Regions from separate parts of the Columba livia genome. Here region 2 is linked to region 1. The links are chromatin contacts, called in public Hi-C maps. All regions are on one chromosome and are shown on one strand. Each heading gives the region's core, a stretch centred on a gene start, on an enhancer-like site or on the middle of the called end of the contact. The rest is flanking DNA. Distances are from core to core; before and after follow the strand shown. Region 1 holds the start of SUPV3L1 (Suv3 like RNA helicase). Region 2 overlaps HK1 (hexokinase 1).

Region 1 (4,086 bases), core at 1,482-3,981:
ATGTGTTACCTAGCCACTCAACGAATGGCTCGTTCGACAAGGCAATCATACAAGGGGTTAGCAAACACCTACCTAGATTTTAAACCTTTCCATCAGACAGCAATTTCATGTTCTAATGTCTCCCATAACACTGCGCATCTGGGCCTTTCACAACGAAGACAACATCAGCACACAAATATATCAGAAACATTACTAATGCAAAAGCAATGAAAGGCTACAGAAAGACATAACCTCCATAAGAAAAGCTCAAAAGCTCCTCACTGTAATCTACGTGATACAACAAAACTGAAAGCATACGTCACCACTCACAATGATCCACTTCCCATGACGTTACAGAAAACCGGTGCAGCCACCACTGAGTTCCACTACAGGCCGTCAAGAGGCAGGTTTGATACCAGCGTTTTGCAAAATCGGCTTTGCAAAAGTCAGCTTCTGAAGGGGCTTCGGTTAACCTGACGGTGTTCGACCAGCATGAAAACTGTGGTCACCGCCTCACCTCAGCAAGCAACGAGCCTAAAAGGTGTTTCACAGCAGAGTGGTGCACACTGTAAGTAACAAGGTCTCTTCCCAAGCTGTAACCAGAAAGCCTATACATTTATCTTTATTGAATCCACTTGAATCAATGGCATACTGACAGCAGAATCTGGCAAAGTATCTTCATTCAACACACCAAAACACCAGATGCATAACACGCTGCGTGGTCAGAATCTGAGAGGAAAAAGCAGAGGAAGACTATTTATTTAATAAAAAAGAATGGATGATATTTGCTAAGGAAAGTCTCGCTTGGTTTCCTTTTTAAGAGTAGTGATGGGTTTCGAAGTACAGGATTACCGACAGCAGCACAGGCCAACAAGCAGGCGAGCACCACGCGGGTCACCTGGCTCAAAGTATTTCATTTTCACCTGTGGGGACATAGATGATTGCAGCCAATCTGTTCTCAACGAGTTAGCAGAGACCAAAGACAATCTATACTTATTTTCCCCAGAGCATTCTAGTCATACCTCTGAAAAAATCCAACAGAACCACTTATATAACACATGAGACAATAAGTAACATTCGATTAAGATGCCACCATTCGTATTTATTCGCGCCTGATGAATGCACTACTAATACAAGCCAACACTCACAGACTAGTCTGAAAACAATGCAGATTCTGTCGCATTACAGCTGTTCAGGATTTTGGCTCCTAGCTAGGCTTTTAGCTGTGAGAGCCAGGTATTCTCTTCTCACGGGCTCTGAACAAATTAACATCATTTTTCCATGCTTCCTATACCTGGAGTTAATACAAATAACATGCCATCAGAACACATTTACAGCCTGAACACTTTGGGGTCACCAAACATCAAAAGGATCAATAACTGGTTTCTAGTATCTCCAGTGTTTAAGGACAGCGCGCTGGCACAGCTCGACAAAATAAGACCTTTCCTGAGCAGAAGACTGAACATGGATGCAAAATTAACAGGATGGATGGTTTATAATTAAAGAAAAGGAAACACTGAAAAAGCAGTTACAACTCCATGGCTGTTAAGATACAATTACAGGTAAAGATATCAAAAAACAGAAGTCTAGTGCATCTAAAAGTCAACAAAATAATTTCTTCTCTGTGTCCACTTAGGTGTCAAAAATAATGCATCATGTAAAGTGACACAATATACACCTAGAAAATAGATAAAAGAGTAACATAAAACATTGAGAAAGGTGTTATTTCACTTCAAGGCTGAAGTACAAGCTCTGACACGCCCAGCGGCTCTCGTAAGGCCAAGGGTGCTGACGTGGATATCAGCTTTCCCAGCTGATACACAGAAACCTACACCCAACATTTACCTGCTCACACTTTAAGATGTGCAAACCCAAGAATACACAAACAGACTTGCACTGTTCTAACTACAAGTTAAGCTTAAGTTTCTAACAGTGACGGTCAATAACTACAAGTACCGAACACTGTGCCTGGTTTTGATCTAGGCGCGTTCAGGCACAGGCGATGCTTTTCTGTCTGCACCGCTAACACTGCAGAAAACCGCGACTCCTAAGCTCGGACGCCGTTCTGGTTTCGGAATACCACAGCACTTCAGTGCAGCTGTGGGCCTTGCCCCCGCCCCAGCACCTCCTGACCGCGCCAAGACGGGGAGTGGAGGAACGAAGCCCACGGCCGTTTGCTCCGCGCAGGGCCCGGCCGGCAGCTCCGGCAAAACCCTGGCTGCGGGTCGCGTCACCCCGCCCGGCAGCACCCACCCGCCCGGCTCCGCGGGCAGGAGCGGCCGCACCGCTCAGACGAGCCTCCGGGTGAGACCCCTTTTCCGAAGAGATAAAACCCCAGCCACAGCCCGACCGGAGCGGCGGCCCCGCGGGGAGGCTCGGGAGGGCGCGGCGGCCGCAGCGGCTCCTGGCCCCGGCGGCGGGAGGGCGGGCGAGGCCGCGCAGCCCCTTCCCGCCGCCGCCGCCTCAGGGCCGCCCGCACTCACCCTTGTCGAGGGGCCGCGTGAGCTCGGCGCCCACGTCCTCGTCGGCCGCGTCGCCGGCGGGCTTCAGCGGCACGGGCACGAAGAGCGAGGTGTCGGGGGCCCGGGCGCCGCCGTCCCCGCCGGCCGCGGAGGAGGCGGCGGCGGAGGCCGCGGGGCGCAGGCGGCTGGCGGCGGCCCCGCCATGGCGGAGCGCGAGCCCGGCGCGCGCCGGGAGCCGCAGCAGCGGCCACGCGCACCGCCTCATGGGCAGCGAAGGGCAGCGGCGGCGGCGCGGGGCGCTCGCGTCATCGCGCGGCGACGGCCCGACGTCACAGGGGCGCTGTGCGCGGCCGGAAGCGGCGCCACAGGGCGGCAGTGGCGTCAGAGGGCGGGCAGAGACGAGCCGGGGAGGGTGAGAGCACAGGTGTTTCAATGAGTCAAAGAGCAGCTCGGTATCTTCCCCGTTTATTACACATGGTTGTACAATCGGAGGCTGGTTAAATACAATCAAGTTTTCAAAGGCTCTCGGAATCATTTCCAGATTACAACATGCAAGCGACCATGAAAATATTTGGCTTTTAAGTTTCTGAACAGGCACTTACATGAAGGCGTTAAATTTGCTCTCAAAGACATCCGCGTTAGAAGTATCCTAGCGCTAAGTACACAGTCTGTGTCTGCTTTGTCAGAGTGCCACAGTAATAAAACAGTTCTTACAGAAATGTAACTCCGTCAGGTAAGGTCACGGGTGACGCTTGCACCGGAGCTGAGGAGCCCCGGGTCAGAGGCCAAGCGAACTGCCGGGGGCTGGCGCTGCACACAGGCCCTGCGCCCGGCCGCACGCAGCGGGGCTCCCGCAAGCGCACGAGATGATGAACACAAGCGATCTGCTCCGCCAGACGAGCTTCTAGCGGCTCTAAGGCTTGCCCGGCTCCAAAATCCCTTTCCAAAAGCCCACGAAGAGCATGTTGCCCTCCGAGCAGGCCCAGAGGGCCGAGGAGGAGGATGCCCATGGAGGACACCTTGCCTCTCCTATCCGGGCAGTGAGGAGACAGACTGTGAAGACAGCGGAAGCGTGAAGCCAAGAGGAACCACATAGTTTCATGTATTTGCAAAATAATCAATGTTACCAGCATTTATTTCATCAGTAAGAGATAATTACGTTCAGATGCTTTACCCAGTGAAGGCGAAACTGTGACAACATCTCTACAGTCACTAGTTCCTGGGCAACAAGCCTCCAGAAGTCACGAGTGACCCCCCGGGCAGGGAGGGCAGAGATGCTTCCTACTGTTCTTTGCTACAGACAGATCCAAAGCTTCTTAGAAACCTTGGTAAGGTGTCTGAGGACTCCACAGTTACCACAGTCACAGTGCATACACATGCAGATTCAGCTAAACCCTGTCCAACATAATTAGAAATCTTAGGACAAATTTACCGTAAACCTCGATTTTTAGTGTGATTTAGTCAATTGTGTCTTACTGTAGTTTCAAAGCAAAACAAATAAGCAACATTGGAAAGAAACATGCAATAAACAACATGAGAAAAGGGAAATGCTTTAGTCTACACTGCATAGGTGATCAGCAAAAATCAAATACACCAGCCTACCATGCATGGAAATAACTAGATTTAAGCTTATGCATATTCAAGT
Region 2 (3,883 bases), core at 63-2,562, 85 kb before region 1:
GAATGTGCTTGTTTTGAATGATGAAGTCAAATCATCCTTTGAAACAAAATTCAGGGGGAAAACTGCTGAACTGAGAACCTCAGCAAGTCCTGAGGCACCAGGGAAAGAAATGCCCAGGGGTTTTACCAGCTAACTGCAGGGTATGTTTCAGTTCTTGCTTTGTTGGCTGTTGGTTTTGTTGTTGTTTGTTTGGGGTTTTTTCGGTGGTTGTTTGTCTGTTTGTTTGGGTTTTGTTGGTTGTTGGTTGGTTGGTTGGTTTGGGGGTTTTTGTGGTGCTTTGTTGCTGTTGTTTGTCTGTTTTTTCTGATCCAAATTGCTGAAACAGTTTCTCTGGCAGGAAGGTTACTTCATGTTTAAACGATGCCATGTCTGATTCCGCCTAAAGGGGATGCTCAGGAGCACGGCAATGACAAAGTGCTTCTTGTCCGCAGAGGCCTCAGGAACCACAGCTTTATTAGCAAACAGAGGCAGCTTTTGCTGCTGCCTGGGGCTAAAGCTTTCTTGAAGTTGCCCAGCAAACTCTCATTTAACTCTGCGTCACAGATTCTGCACCAATTATTAATATATCGGCAAGTCTGTTTTCCACTGCCATTTCTTCAGGGCACTATATCATTAGAGCCTGAGCAAAGATAAACTTTCCCGCAGTACTTCCCCGCTGCAGGAGAGCCGAGCCACAGGGGCACAGTCTGGGCTTGCAGACTCAGACCCAGCTTTGCAGGACCAAACCAGACCAACCCCAGTTGTGGACCATCAGCACTGGCCAGCCTCCCAACAACAAGTCTCATTGTCCAGAACGAGCTGCCTGAATACATGGGTATCTATTAAATATAGGCTGTTAGACTGACAGGCTTTTAGATGATCTCCTGTTGCCAGCCCATGAAAAGCAGAGACCTGGTCTCATCAACAGTGGTGAAGACACAGAAAACCTAGCTCTCCGGGGCAGGAGCGGCGGCACCGCGCGCAGACAGGACACCAGCAGGACCTGAACTCGCCTGTGCAAGAATGTTTTTCCTTGCCAAGCAACAGCAGGGAAATTCACCCACCTCCCTGCAACTGGGAGAGCAGGGCGACCGCCGGCTGCTCAGAAGCACCATCGGTCTGGCCAAGGCAGTTCAGGCAGAGGGAGCCGGCAGAGCCCCGGGGCTCTTGCTCTCGTTATGCCAGATGTACCCAGGCCACCCCGACCCCTGCTCCGCGCACAGACGCGCTGGCTGGGGAGCGATCAGGCAGCGCCGCAGCAGACGCTCCTCGAGGATGCTCGCAGCACCCAAGGACACGCCATCCTTGCTGCAGGGAGCCGCGTTCCTGCGAACGCAGCACCCACGGAGCTGCACAGACAAGGCTGCCCGCACGCGGGCACCGTGCTGACGCATCCCGGGCATTTCCAGCTGTCGGGGGAAGAAAGCAGCAGCGCTTTATTTTCCTACCAGCCACCTCGCAACTGAAAAACATCCCCAAAGCTTGCACAGGTGCTTCATCCCCTTCTCTCCCACTGAAAATCCGTTTCTCGGAGGAGCTTTGGGAACTGACGCTACCCTGTGCCAGAGGCACCCCAGGCACGGCATTTGCAGAGGCTCCGGTAGTGGGCTGTGGAATTATTCCAGCTGTCAGTCACTGCGCTTGGTCCATCAGAGCTTTCCATCACGTGCCTTTCGGGAACTGTGTTCATTCTGAAAGAACACATGCTCAAGCGAAGCCGTGGGCTACCCTGAACACCCGAGTGGGGAAAACTCCTACAGGACAGACTAACAGACACCCCGGAGCCGGTGAGACTACGCGAGCCCGTGTTTGCTCGCTTCCCAAGTACCTACCCAGCTACAACAGGCAGGGTTTGCTCAGCATTACAGGTTATGCTTATCTCAACTGATCACGCACAGAACTAAGCTGGCTGTTGAGTTTTGCTCTCAATTCCTTCAGGCAGCTTGTTTCCGAAGGGACAGCTTTTTGACCTGAAAATCTTTCACTCCCAGACACTCCACCTATATCTTCAGTTCGCCACAGGGATCTCTCCATGAGAATGCAGACACGTGTGTCTGTGTGCTGTTTAATACAAAAGTGCCAAGTAAAAAGCAGCTCTGACACATACCCACGATGAGTCCGATTTCACAGTTTGGGTCTTCATAAGCACAAGTCATCATTGTGCCCACCGTATCGTTCACCACGGCCACCACGTCCAAGTCAAACTCCTTTGGAAGAGAGAAACAACCTAGTGAGAACTCTGTGTCTGGGGAAAGCCCTCGCACCAAAGGGGACACTAAAGGACCACACACTGGAAAACAGACAACTGGAAGTACCAGCCTGATTTTACACACACACAAATAGGAACTACCAGGAGGCTCCTCACATGCTCTACATACAATTGACTGTCTTCAGAAGAAAGTCTATTCCTGGCTGTTCTCTTTGGTTTAGGTATTTTTAAGTACAGATCTTGTATCTAGGCACACGGCAGAGCGCTACTGCCATTCTGTATTACAACAGTGTGGTAGCAAATCCAGTAGCAAGAGTGTTTAAGATCCTTTCTTCACTTGCTGATGAAACTCTGCTAAAGCCAACGCTCTCCTCAGGCTGTTGTTCTTCCTTCCTAGAAAGACTCAGCTAAGCTGCTTGAGGCCTTTTCAAGAACAAGCGCTGGGGGGGGAAACTCGTCTGGGTGCGCCGAGGTGGGCTCCCCAGTCGCTCCGCTGACAGCGCCTGCCTTCTCCATGCTCCGGTGCAGTGAAAGTGCCACAGGGTTTGAAAGAAGCCTTGAAAGTTCTGCTAAATTTAGCAAGTTAGGCATCTCCGGGGAAAACACAAAACAAAACAAGCGGTGAAACAAAATCCCCGTGTGGCTGGTTTTGAGTGGCTGAAGTCTCCCGCTTCCCCCGCACACCCTGCGGACCATCCTGCGTGCAGTCGGGCCACACGCCAGGGCTGGGGCTGCGTCTGCACCTGCCCGTTTCCTCCAGGCACCCAAACCCAGCGAGAGGGACCCGGCGTGACCCAGGCGCTCAGCCGGGCCAGGGGAGGATGGAGAAGGAGGAGGAGAGAACGGAAACAAAACCAGAGGAAAAATAAATCACCTCTCTTCTTTTAATTCCTTCTCTAAGTAAATACACCACGTCTTCTCCCTCGCAGTCTGTAGCTTTAAAGCCTTTTGTCCAATTGAGAAGGATACCCTAAGAAAGAAAGAAAATAGGTTATCAAGTTTCCTACAGGTTGCCCCAAAAATCCTGCAGTCCCCTAAGGGATGATCGCTGAGCATTTCCATCTGATACCTCCTGCATTTGCTCACCTCCCAGCCCACAGAAGCAGAAATCACAACACTTCACAGAGGTGACCACAGGTTATCTATCGCACAGCGCAGCTCCGACCCCGCGGTCCCAGCAAACGGCCATGAATATTCATGGCCCGTCAGCACACAGACTCCTAGAAGGAGAAGGTTCTCCCACATTCACCACCACGGGTGCCACGTTCTGCTGAACAACCTGTCTCCTCTCTGTCACACCCCAAAGGCTCCTTGGCTTGACCCAGCCTCCTATCACCAGGAAGATGACAGCATTTGAATGCTGCTCCTAACATCACCGCCTATTTCCTCCTTCCTTATATATGAACATTCATCTTATTTTCACCAAGACTCAGAGGTTATTCTCTACACCTGACATTTCAAGTGCTTTAGTGTGAAGTTGAAAGGAGAGGCTCTATGAAAGTGAGTATCTCGTTATATATGTGGAAATTGCTTCTAAAACTACTAAATCAGACTTGGTCTCCAAATTCCAGAGCAACACAACAACAACAAAAGTGTGACAGAAACAACAAACTCAGAAAAGGGTGACAGAACATGCGTCTTTCTTCAAGAACAGCGCTAAGTAGACAGGAAACTGCTAACAGCTGCAGGGACGGA

The links. Hi-C and Micro-C count contacts between places; a contact is called where the count stands out from the background.
Region 2: a Hi-C map of liver shows a contact between it and region 1, with 2.8 times the contacts expected there. The contact joins the enhancer-like site here to the promoter of SUPV3L1 in region 1. A contact is called at or near these places in 2 of 2 Hi-C or Micro-C datasets (crop and liver).

Annotation. Positions count from the first base shown.
Region 1 is chr6:34,809,318-34,813,403 of bColLiv1.pat.W.v2, reverse strand. It overlaps SUPV3L1 (Suv3 like RNA helicase), which reads right to left and starts at 2,731. Exons shown (of 15, transcript XM_065067967.1): 1 at 2,463-2,731. The coding sequence starts at 2,706. It overlaps VPS26A (VPS26 retromer complex component A), which reads right to left. Exons shown (of 9, transcript XM_065067978.1): 9 at 2,891-4,086.
Region 2 is chr6:34,893,135-34,897,017 of bColLiv1.pat.W.v2, reverse strand. It overlaps HK1 (hexokinase 1), which reads right to left. Exons shown (of 18, transcript XM_005512757.2): 13 at 3,063-3,158; 14 at 2,087-2,186. Among named protein-coding and RNA genes, the nearest start is that of TACR2, 19 kb to the left of the region's middle. Within about 2 kb of position 1,312, at least 1 of the 3 cell types and tissues checked has an H3K27ac peak away from gene starts, as active enhancers do.